Regions from separate parts of the Mus musculus genome. Here regions 1 and 3 are each linked to region 2. A link is a contact called in public Hi-C and HiChIP or PLAC-seq data. All regions are on one chromosome and are shown on one strand. The core of a region is the stretch at or near the end of the contact, and the rest is flanking DNA. Distances in the headings are between cores, read along the strand shown.

Region 1 (3,724 bases), core at 395-2,894, 380 kb before region 2:
CGAGTGCTGGGATTAAAGGCGTGCATCCGGCTTAGATATACTCTTAAAAACTGGGCATATACAAGATATACTCTTAAAAACTGGGCATATACAAGATATACTCTTAGATATACTCAAAAACTGGGCATATACAAGGTTAAAATGTGTGTATCAATAGAGCAAGACAACAGAATGAGCCAGGAACAGGCTGTGAGAACACGGTAAGCGAGTCTCCATGCATTGCTGTCTTCTGCAGTGCTGGGGATTGGAGTCAGGTCCTTACACATTTAGGTAACTCTATTCCTCACCCAGTTTTCAAAGACAGGGCCTCCAAGTATAGGCTGGCCTTGAACTCAGGATTCTCCTGCCTCAGTCTCTCAGGTGCTGGTATTACAGATCTGCACCACAATGCCTTGTAAGCTATATGTATTAAGGCCCAAAAGAAAATCTTAAATCACCAACTTGTATATATGTAATAGAACAAATTTAGCACTCAAACCATGAGCAGTTTCCAGAGGGAGGGGAGGGGAGGGGAGGGGAGGGGAGGGGAGGGGATGATGACCTTTTGTTCTTTCCCTGCAGGAAAACTCCTTTTTGCCAGGGATAGAACCATCTATTATCTTGCAAAAGAACACAAAAGGCTGGTTCACTGCCCTTCCTCTAAGCCACAATAATTGCTTTCACTAGATTTATAAATTATATCTTGCATCCAGGTGTAGTCTGCAAACATAGGAAACTAAAATAATTAGAATTCAACCTCTGGTCAGGTATAATGTCAGATGCCTTTATTCCTAGCACACAGTACACAGATGGACGTCTTCTGGGAGTTCGAGGCCAGCCTGGTTTACGAAGCAAGTCCAGGACAGCAAGGGCTCTGTTACACACAGAAACCCTGTGTGTGTGTGTGGGGGGGGGGGGGGGGGGGCGGTGGGGGAGAGAGACGGAGAGAAGAAAAGGAAATCAACCACCAAAGATAAAGCCTGGTAAATCATAGAACCATAGAACAAGCTGACAGAAGCCAGGGAGGGAGGAATGGCTGAAGACCTTGGAGCTTAGACAACATCACATGAAACAGCCGAACCAGAGAAACTCTTCTTAATAAACACAGGGTGAGGTTCACAATGTCAAAAGGAACTTAACCCAGTGTGTGGGATGACCTGGAAATCCTGTAGGAAGATGTGGAATACTTTAACCAAGTCACATCAGATTTCCTAAGCCTTTGCTAGTACAGATAGTTGAATTGTGGAAAGGCATCAAATAACAGAGGTTCAGAGTTTGGTGGTGGTGGTTGTTGTTGTTGTTGTTTGGCACAACTGTCATTAAAACTGAACTTGGTTATGGTGAAGCCTCTAAGGGATGAAAAAGTTCAATCAAACATGACCATTCATTTGATACATTGTTGCTGTAGTTGGCTACTCTAATCTCCCCATGGTGACCCAGGGCACACCCATGTTCCCAATGCTCTGGATTCTCCAATGAAAGGCACACACACACACACACACACACATGTTGGGCCCTATATGGCCTTATTTTGGGCCTTGAGGACAAACCCAAGCCTGGTTTGATTTTTGAGACCTGTCATTTGTTTGAGAATGACTCAGCAGGGCCAATGGACCTGACCTGAATGACTGCCTCTGCCTAGCTACTGCTGATGTATCAATTTCTTATAGGCCCCTTGAGATCACCCCACAGGCTCATCTCACACTACTCCACAAGTCATCTCACCCCATACTTCTATCCCCACCTCCTTGCCCTGTCTATAAAAGCAAATTGCTGCCACATTATAAAGTTCCTGCTTCGACAAGACTCCTGGCCAGGGTGGCTCGTCTCAGGTCACCAACACTCACCATCCGGCTCATCCGGCTCAGTCCCGGAGAGGCCCGGTGGGTCCGGGCTTCTCTCCTCGAAGCTACCACACACAGACACACACACACAATGTGGCTCAATGGCTGGGCCACTCACAAACTTCCACACTGCTAATGCCTCCCCGCCACTACTCCTGAATTATTATTTACTAAACTCTATATTCCATCTCTGCTACCCTAGACCCAATCAGTGGGGTTCCCTGGGGCCGTCTTCCTGAGCGCTTGCTTGGTTGTATGCTTTCCCTTCTGCAGCTCTCAAGCCTGGTCCTTCTGCTTCCCAGGCATGGCAGTACTAAATCCTTCTTCTTCCCTCAGTTCCCCTGCTGGGGAAATCTAAAATCCCACCTCTGTCTCCCTGCCCAGCCATAGGCAGCTGGCAACTTTATTTACCAATTAGAACCAACTTGGGGCAGGGACCCCGTGGGATTCTCTTGTTTTTAGGAATCCAATTAACATAATACAAGCAATAAATCAAAATCGACAATACATGGTTGTTAAAATGCAGACTTAAACATTAATTGGAAGGGCAGCATGACAATATGGAATTTTATATACATAGAAATCAGCTGTCAATAACTTCAGATAACAGTGTAATCCCACCCTCCCCTTTCCCCATGGGGGACAAGTTCCAAGACACCTGTGGATGCCCACAACTCTAGCTAGAATGGAAACCTATGAGACAGTAAGTTTCCCTCTATCGTGCCCTGAGTGCTGTATAAGTGCCAATGTTAATGTGCCTTCCAAATGCAAAGCCTGCTGCCTTCTTGTAACACCACTCCTACATTTTGCGGACATTACTAAAAGGGACACTTGAGTACAGCACTGCACTGCACTGCTAGTCAGTACTTGAAAAGATTACTGAGTCACTAATGAGTGGGTAGTTCCTATCTGTTTAACATTACTGAATTGTAGCTATGTTAGTAACTTAAACCTCACAAAGTGATATCATGAATAATGAACTATTGACTATATGCTAATGTTATTTAGTGACTTAGTTAGGGTTTTACTGCTGTGAACAGACACCATGACCAAGGCAAGTCTCATAAGGACAACATTTAATTGGGGCTGGCTCACAGGTTCAGAGGATGCATGGCAGCATCCAGGCAGGCATGATGTGGTTGGAATTGAGTTCTACAACTCTTTCCAAAGGCAGACAGAAGACTCACTTCCAGACAGCTAGGGCAAGGGTCTTAAAGCCCATGCCCACAGTAGCACACTTCCTCCAACAAGGCCACACCCAGTAATAGTGCCACTTCCTGGGCCGAGCATATTCAAACCACCACATTTAGCAATTCTTAAACCTACAAGAATTCTTAGAATTTAGAAACTTAAAATGCTTCATTTAGAAATCTGACAAATCTTGGCAAATCAAGTCTTTAGAGAAGATAAAGAACAATGCACGCCTAGGATAGCTATGAAAATCAAAGACCACATCGCAGGCAGTGCTATCTTGTAGCTAATGCATGAGCATAAGCCCAAAACTTTCCATCTGAGAAAAGAACAAACACCACTGCCTGCCACTACTAATCAACAAAATCTAGCTTTAAAAGAATGCACAGGGCCAAAATTTAAAAACATGTTATCAATGTCCAGCATTCTGCTGAAGGTTGATCTTTCCATAACGAGTAAAGCCAAGCTTGGAGGTGCATGCCTGCAATCTGAGCACTTGGGAAGCTGAGTCACAAGGAGTGTGGTTCAAGTCCTCCCTGGGCTACACAGCAAGACTGTTTTTAAAACCAATTCTATTTGTTTTTTTGTTTTTTTAATTAAATAGAGAGAAGAAGATTGGATAAAAGAAGGGAGAATCCATATGCTTTTGATTTCTGTTAAGACTCCACCTTCTGCTTTTTTTAAACAGTACTCTGAGTCAGCTCTCACAC
Region 2 (3,669 bases), core at 4-2,503:
CGCGGATCTGCTGCTGGCGTCTGAGCGCTTAGCAGATCCCGCGGCCACCTCATCTGTTCTCGGCAAAAGTTTCCCGTGTGATCGCATTGGGTTGGGGGAAGCAGAGTCCCTACATCTCGACCGGAAAATGCGCTCCTGGAGCGACTACTGCAGGCGTCCGTAATTGCTTATTAGAGGAGAATGTACAGGCTTCTCATCGTCAACGAAACGTGTTCCCCCTTCTGTAATAATAAAACAATAAAATATGACGGCCCCGTCCTTGACTGTTTGCGGAAACGCAGGGGGGAAAAACAGGCAGCTGGAGCAAAGGAGCTTAATTCAATATCAAACTGATTATTTCACTAATTATTCTGCCTTCTGTATTGTGCCGCAGAGAGGCGCAGGGAATCTTAACTGCACAGCTGCTAGGGAACCTTTGTGTCTTAGTGTCAGTCCCCACCAAAGATGTTGGCGAAAGCGGGGGCTGGGGGAGGTAGGAAACATCCAGTGTTTAGAAAAAACCGAGCAGAGGGAATTCTGAGTAATGAAAGTGACGGCCTCGGGGAAGCCGGTGTTTTAGCGCGGTTGTAATACTGAGTGTTTGGTTCGTCCGGTCAGGCTCATGTTGGGTCTTCAGAAGCCCACTTCAGAAGCTAGAAGCTGGAGTCTCTGATTCAGACGCGGAATCCTTTTGCCATCTCTGGAATCCCAAAAACTGAACGCGAGGTTTCTCTCCACCAAGTCTTTACGCTAAAAGATGGGACAGGACAAAAAGCGGTTCCTGTGTGCTGAAGGCCAGGAAGTCAGAAGGAGGGTGTGCGCAGAGACTTCGGGTCGCTCTCCAGCCCTCCCCTAGATTTGCACCCCCGGGGACCTGAGCCTTCCTGCGAGCAGGGAGCTTGTAAAGACGCCTTCACGGGCCTCTGGGACCTGCCAAACTAGACCCGAACTCAGGAATGATTCCTATGCCGTGGGTAGACCATGTTCGCAGACTTCAAACCCGTTTCTCCGGCGCCATAGAGCCACCGGGTACACCAGGATTGATTCTCAGTGGGATATAGTTCTCCCAAAGACGCTTAAAGAAACACCAAACCAGCAATAACAGCCAAATAAGCTAAGAGAAAATGAAACTCGCAGGCGACCCGATCCAATTAATAAATACTTAATTGAATTAGTGTCACCTCTAACAGCCAATAGCAAAGTCCCCTAGCCATGGGGCTGCGAAGCCCCTCCCTGGCCGCACATATATAAGCAGCCAACCACCGCTCACAAGTTTCCAAGCGGTCAAGTATGCCTAGAGTTTAGCAGAGCCAGCCGAGAGGAAATGGCTGGTTGCTAAATGGGAACTCAGAGCTAAGTCCTCTTCTTCCTTAGTGTGAGTGTAGGGGTCCTGAGAGGTTAGACAAGGAGGGAAGGAAGAAAAGAAGGAAGGAAGGAAGGAAGGAAGGAAGGAAGGAAGGAAGGAAGGAAGGAAGGAAGGAGAGAGACACCTACAACCCGGGGTTTGTTTTCTTGCGGAAGGAAAGGGGCACCTACAATCCCGAGTTTGTTCCCTTGAGGGAAGGACGCTAAATTGGGCGCGCGCTGAAGCCGCCCCGCAGGTCCGCAGGTGGGTAGCCTAGGCGAGGGAGGAAGGGGACATTACCTTCCCCTCGGAAGAGGGCGCTGGCTCCCCCAACTGGCCTTTATAACCAGGCCGCGGGAGGCGAGGAGGCAGCCGGTTGCCGTCTGCGATTCGCTAAAGCATGCAGTTGGGAGAGCAGCTCCTGGTGAGCTCGGTGAACCTGCCCGGCGCGCACTTCTACTCGCTGGAGAGTGCTCGCGGAGGAGGAGGAGGAGGAGGCGGAGGAGGAGGGGGAGGCGGAGGGAGCGTCAGCCTCCTCCCCGGTGCTGCCCCCTCGCCCCAGAGGCTGGACTTAGACAAAGCGTCCAAGAAGTTTCCGGGCAGTCTCCCGTGCCAGGCGGGGAGCGCAGAACCCGCAGGCGCCGGCGCGGGGGCCCCCGCGGCCATGCTCAGTGACGCGGACGCTGGGGACACCTTCGGGAGCACCTCGGCGGTGGCCAAGCCCGGGCCCCCGGACGGCCGCAAGGGCTCCCCGTGCGCGGAGGAGGAGCTGCCCTCCGCCGCCACCGCCGCGGCCACCGCGCGCTACTCCATGGACAGCCTGAGCTCCGAGCGCTACTACCTCCCGTCGCCGGGACCGCAGGGCTCCGAGCTCGCCGCGCCCTGCTCGCTCTTCCAGTACCCGGCGGCGGCCGGAGCAGCCCACGGACCCGTGTACCCCGCGTCCAATGGCGCGCGCTACCCCTACGGCTCCATGCTGCCCCCCGGTGGATTCCCCGCCGCCGTGTGCCCGCCCGCGAGGGCGCAGTTCGGCCCCGCTGCGGGTTCGGGGAGCGGCGCTGGTAGCAGCGGCGGTGGTGCCGGCGGTCCTGGCGCCTATCCCTACGGCCAGGGTTCTCCGCTCTACGGGCCATACGCCGGAACCTCAGCGGCCGGGTCTTGTGGAGGATTGGGGGGCCTAGGGGTGCCTGGCTCCGGCTTCCGCGCCCACGTCTACCTGTGCAACCGGCCCCTATGGCTCAAATTCCACCGGCACCAAACTGAGATGATCATCACCAAACAGGGCAGGTGAGTGCAGGGTGGAGGGACCCCAGGCGCCTGGTTGTCCGCACACTGCGGGCTCTGCTTAGGGTGTTTAAGTGGTACATCATATCTCCAAAGTCGTGTCCCTTACTTCCTAAGGCACACCTGTAGCTTGGGCTCCGAGCCCACGTTACTCTCCTCTCTAGTCACCTTCACCGGGATTGACTGGGAGGAGGAGGAGGCGGAGATGGAAATTTGGGAATGAACCCTTGAGGGCAGATCTACGTGACCCGCTGGCTCCTGGGTTTGCAGCAGGCGATTTGTGGGCTGCATAGCGAAAGAGGGCTAGCTGGAGCTGGCTGCGGCCTGCGCACAAGTGTTTGAAAAGAAGCTTTTTAAAGCTCCTTGGTTTGGTGGGGCTCTTCTGTAAGAAGAGCAGAAAGAAGTCGGTTTGAGCTGGTGACTAGGTAGACAGTTTTTGGAGCCAGATGTTTGGGGGAGGGGGCTCTGCTTGCGGGGAAGGGACCAGAAAGTTCAGGCACACCTTCAAATTGTCATCAGCTACTTCTTGAGGAAGTGAGGAGTGGATATTGGGAGACAGGGACCCAAAGAGGGCTCGTTGAGAGAGAGAGAGAGAGAGAGAGAGAGAGAGAGTGCAAGAAGGCGCGCTCCGGCCTAATGTTCTCAGTCACCTATGTCTTTAAAAATAATTTTAGACATTTCAGAAAGAAACCTAGTAGATACCTGAAAATAGATGGATGTCTCAGAAAAGAAGCACGCGAATTAGGGAAAATACTGATTTGGAGGCTGTTCCAAATAAATATGTCAATTTAAAACCATTTTCTTAGTTTCAGGCCGTAGTAGCCATTTTTGTTTGTTTGCTGTTTATTGCAGACCCCCCATGTGTCCGGGAGGGACCAGAGCCGCTACTTAAATAATTTCCTCTGGTTCTGTTCTTTGCACAGGCGCATGTTTCCTTTCTTGAGCTTCAACATAAACGGACTCAACCCCACCGCCCACTACAATGTTTTCGTGGAAGTGGTTCTGGCCGACCCTAACCACTGGCGCTTCCAGGGGGGCAAGTGGGTGACCTGCGGCAAAGC
Region 3 (4,176 bases), core at 809-3,308, 300 kb before region 2:
TGGCAGCATTCTTGCCTAGCATGCATGAAACTCTGGGTTTGTTCTCCAGCACTGCTTAAACCAGGCATGGTGACATTCCTGTAGTTCCAGCACGCTCATCCCTTGGGAGGTGGAAGCAGGAGAATCAGAGGTCCAAGGCCATCTTCAAGTAACTGCATAGCAAGTTTAAGGTCAGCCTGGGCTGCTTTGATTTCATTGTCAGAGAAAGATGATTGCAGGCATCAAATATCGCAGGGACAGGATGGGAGGATGTTGGATGAGGAGACGCTTGCAGGTTCCAAGATGATTCAATGTAGAGAGAAGGACAAGACCTTTGGAGCCAGGGTCTTAGCTGCTGCAGGCCTTAGATGGCTGTGGAGCCAGAGCCTTAGACAAATGTGGAGCCAGGGCCTGAGACAGCTGTAAAGACAGGGCCTTACACAGCTGTAGCAGGCCCTACTGCCACCTTTCAGAACATCTTCAGATTGTAGCTGAAACACCTTAAAACTTGAGCAAGATTCTAAAATGGTCACTATTAACAAGGAAACAGGGCTGAAGAGCACTCACCGGTTAATACTGGAATCATCTTGGACCAGGCTGGGCATTTGGTCAGTCTTTCTTTAAGGTCCCCTTAAAGGAAGTGTCCCCTGGTCACTCTTCTGAGGTCACCACCCTCACACTCCCTCTAGTCACTCCCCTTGACAACCGACTTGGCAACCTTGCTGGTCCTTCTGCTCAGTCCCCTCCTCGACTCTCTTTCTTTCTCATTTTTTTCAGACTTTTTTAGTTCAAACTTTTCTTCTGTAATGGAGGTAGAAAAAGATTTTCTTCTCCTCCTTCTCTTTCTCCTTCTTTTTTGAGACAAAATCCCATGTAGCTTAGGCTGGCCCCAGACTCACTGTGAAGATGACCCTCCTGTCTCCCACCGTCCTGTCGCTGGGATTATAGGTGTGCAGCAGCGTGCCTCCCTGGTCACCTCTGTGTCCACGGTAGTGTGAGTGACACACTGAGATCATTCCCTGCTTGATGTGTTGGGTTCTGTTGTTTTGGTTTTTTTCTGCTAAACTGCCAGCTTTGGGAGCTGGGGAGATGTCCAGTGGGTAAAGAGCTTTCTATACATCTATGAGGACTTGAGTTCAAATCTCTAGCAACCATGTAAAAGCCAAGCACGGTGACATGTGTCTGTGATCTCAGCACTGGGGAGGAGGAGACAGAAGGAGCCCCAGGGTGTGCTGGTCAGCAGGCCTAGCTCAATCAGTGATCCTGAGGCTCACTGAGAGACCCTGACCAAGAAATACAGGAAACACAGAGAGGAAAAGAAGCTGACATTGACTCTAGCCTCCACATGTGCATGTGCCACACGCGCATGTACAGGGCTTTTTTTGTCACACATCACACACATACAAGCATACCTGCGCACTTACATAAAAATAACCTGGTCACTTATATAAAAAGAAAATTAAATACCAGATCCCTCAGAAAGAGGCAATGTCTTTGAGTAAAGCTCTGTGTGCCGACCTGGGATGCTGTCCACCACACAGGACTTGTATTCCTTTTTCTTTCTTTTTAAAAATTTATTTACATTTCAAGTGTTATGCCCTTACCTGGTTTCCCCCCTCCTTGAGACCCCCATCCCATCCCTCCCTGCTTCTATGAGGGTGTTCCTCCACCCACCCACCACTCCTACCTCCCTGCCCACGATTACCCTACACTGGGGCATCTATCAAGCTGTCATAGGACCAAGGACCTCTCCTCCCATTGATGCATGACAAGGCCATCCTCTGCTACATATGCATCTGGAGCCATATGTACACTTTGGTTGGTGGTTTAGTCCCTGGGAGCTCTGGGAGGCGGGGGAGGGGTTGAGATTGTTGTTCTGTGGGGTTGCAAACCCCTTCAGCTCCTTCAGTCCGTTCTTTAACTCCTCCATTGGGGACCCCACACTCAGTGCAGTGGTTGGCCGCCAGCATCCGACTCTGTATTTGTAAGGCTCTGGTGGGGCCGCTTAGGAGACAGCCATATCAGGCTCTTCTCAGGCTTGCTGTCCTCTGACAGCTGGGATGCTGTCCACCGCACAGGGCTGGCTTGGGGACTGGGAAAGAACACAATGTCCAGCCTTCTTTGTGCTTCTGCTCTGCTCTGGGCTCTCTCTGCCTTATCCTAAAAATATAACAGTCCCACACACCAGGCATCAGCGCAGGCTACATCACCACCGCCTGGTTCATTCTCAATTTCTGGATGTCAGGAGCGCCTGCCACGTACATAGCAGAGCCGAGACGAAAGCCCTCAGCATCCTACCAGCTCTCGACAGCTAACGAGTCACCACATGTGGCACTTGTTTTAAAGGGTCTTCTTTTTTCCCTCTCCTGTGCCCAGTGCCAGATATCTGCTCTCTTGTCCCCATAACAGAAAGTCTCCTTATTGCTGTCATTATGGTCAAAATTGGTGACTGCACCTGCTGTCAGATTTTAGTGGATCTCATGGTGTGCGGTCAGCTGTTGCTTGAATTCACTCATGTCAGCATTAGATTATTGGGAGACTCTCCTTGGCAAACAGTTTCTTAGAGCACACAGAGGCTAGTATATGGTTCTAGAAACAACCTAGGTATGAACTGAAACTGCCGTGCCTTGTGAAAGCAGATACTTAAGCCAAAATCGAGAGCGTTACATGTATAGCAACTTCAAAGGCTAATGAGAAATGATTATAAACCTGCCACTCGCTCTCTTGAGTTGGACCAATAACTGTGTTCCTAATTCTGTGCGGGTGGGGGAGGGGGGCCAGCACACATCATCCAGGATGGCTTCAGACTTACTGCGTGGTACTACCTAAGGTTGATGTTAAACTCCTAAGTGCTAAAGTTACAGGTGTGTACCACCATGCCTAGCAAGTTTCTTTTTTCTTTTTCTTTTTTTCTTTTTTTTTAAGATTTATTTACTTATTATACATAAGTACACTGTAACTGTCTTCAGTCACTCCAGAAGAGGGCATCAAATTTTGTTACGAATGGTTGTGAGCCACCATGTGGTTGCTGGGATTTGAACTTGGGACCTTCGGAAGAGCAGTCAGCGCTCTTAACCACTGAGCCATCTCGCCAGTCCGTATAGTACTCTACAATATTTTTTGGTTTTTCGAGACAGGGTTTTTCTGTATAACCCTGAGCCCTGGCTGACCTGGAACTCACTTTGTAGACTAGGCTGGCCTCGAACTCAGAAATCTGCCTGCCTCCGCCTCCGCCTCCGCCTCCGCCTCCGCCTCCGCCTCCGCCTCCGCCTCCGCCTCCGCCTCCGCCTCCGCCTCCCGAGTGCTGGGATTAAAGGCATGCGCCACCACACCGGGCTGCCTAGCAAGTGTCTAATCCCCTCCTCCTCTCTTGTTTTTGTTTGTTTGGGTTGTTTGGGTTTTGAGACAGGGCCTCATACACACTAGGCTGGCCTCAAGCTTCATACATCAGGGAGGATGACCTTGAAGTATTGCCTCCCTATCTTAGAGCTGGGGTCATAGGTAGGTGACACGGCATTTGATTAGTGCTGTGCTTGGGATTGACCTGGGCCTCCTGAATGCTAAGACCAGCAACCTATCATGTGAGCTACAACCCCACTTCCCTAATTCTTTTTAAGGATATGCTGGTACATACACAGCAGCCATCCCTCACCAGTCTCAGAGAGAAACCAGACAGTAAGTGCCCTGTATCAGAATTCCTGGAGGTCAGACTTCAGCTTCAACATTAGTGATCTGTGGGGCCTGGAGGAAGCCCCGAGTGTGTGAAGTTCCGAGAGAATGAGTGTTGTTGACGTGGGCAAAGCCATGTCCAGGATCCTAGCCTCAGACCCATGGGAAAATGTCAAACTCCCTGAAGACTGCTTCTGTAGAGATTTTAGCTAAGCATGCCTCCTCAATCCACTGTACACCATAAAGCCTGCCTGCTTGCCTTTCTGTATGTAATAACCGGGTTCTACCTCCCTTTTCAGTTCTAACAGAAGAGCAGAGCTGACCTCTGTTCAGCTGTGTCCAGTAAACATGCTGAGCTCTTGAGTTGCTGTGGTTTCTTCAGCAGAGAGCCCCTGCCACCTGCTCCACTCTCTGACTGTGTGCCTGTGTGCTTGTCTTTTCTACATTCTCTCAGTGAAGCTAGGCAGGCATCAATGTTAAGTAATACAGGTTTAGCAGTTTGATTGACAGCAAGATGAAGACAATAGG

Evidence for each region. Hi-C and Micro-C count contacts between places; a contact is called where the count stands out from the background. HiChIP or PLAC-seq counts read pairs in DNA pulled down with a chosen protein or histone mark.
Region 1: an H3K27ac HiChIP or PLAC-seq map of embryonic stem cells shows a contact between it and region 2, with 5 times the contacts expected there. The contact joins the enhancer-like site here to the promoter of Eomes in region 2. A contact is called at or near these places in 21 of 39 promoter capture datasets (the 3T3-L1 cell line, the C10 cell line, the HPC-7 cell line and 11 more), 4 of 15 datasets of contacts at CTCF or cohesin (the G1E-ER4 cell line, the NIH/3T3 cell line, hippocampal excitatory neurons and 1 more), 42 of 484 Hi-C or Micro-C datasets (CD4 T cells, CD8 T cells, DN3 thymocytes and 29 more), 25 of 115 datasets of contacts at active chromatin or transcription factors (PVALB interneurons, T-cell acute lymphoblastic leukemia, Th17 cells and 17 more) and 4 of 9 other capture datasets (adipose tissue, embryonic stem cells, liver and 1 more).
Region 3: a Hi-C map of cerebellum shows a contact between it and region 2, with 2.4 times the contacts expected there. The contact joins the enhancer-like site here to the promoter of Eomes in region 2. A contact is called at or near these places in 18 of 39 promoter capture datasets (the 3T3-L1 cell line, the C10 cell line, the HPC-7 cell line and 10 more), 5 of 15 datasets of contacts at CTCF or cohesin (CD8 T cells, the NIH/3T3 cell line, embryonic stem cells and 1 more), 56 of 484 Hi-C or Micro-C datasets (the AML12 cell line, B cells, CD4 T cells and 25 more), 25 of 115 datasets of contacts at active chromatin or transcription factors (CD8 T cells, T-cell acute lymphoblastic leukemia, Th17 cells and 13 more) and 4 of 9 other capture datasets (adipose tissue, embryonic stem cells, liver and 1 more).

The regions. Positions count from the first base shown.
Region 1 is chr9:118,100,392-118,104,115 of GRCm38.p6, forward strand. All of the region lies in intron 2 of Cmc1 (COX assembly mitochondrial protein 1), which reads right to left. Among named protein-coding and RNA genes, the nearest start is that of Gm51660, 29 kb to the left of the region's middle. Within about 2 kb of position 1,645, at least 23 of the 459 cell types and tissues checked have an H3K27ac peak or open chromatin away from gene starts, as enhancers often do. A contact at or near this core is called in CD8 T cells, the G1E-ER4 cell line, the HPC-7 cell line and 3 more, where this site is marked.
Region 2 is chr9:118,476,936-118,480,604 of GRCm38.p6, forward strand. Eomes (eomesodermin) reads left to right here and starts at 1,254. Exons shown (of 6, transcript NM_010136.3): 1 at 1,254-2,611; 2 at 3,532-3,669. The coding sequence starts at 1,725. Gm33408 (a long non-coding RNA gene) reads right to left here and starts at 1,713. Exons shown (of 5, transcript XR_871338.1): 1 at 1,625-1,713.
Region 3 is chr9:118,177,348-118,181,523 of GRCm38.p6, forward strand. No RefSeq gene overlaps it. Among named protein-coding and RNA genes, the nearest start is that of Gm17399, 29 kb to the left of the region's middle. Within about 2 kb of position 2,059, at least 3 of the 459 cell types and tissues checked have an H3K27ac peak or open chromatin away from gene starts, as enhancers often do. A contact at or near this core is called in cerebellum, where this site is marked.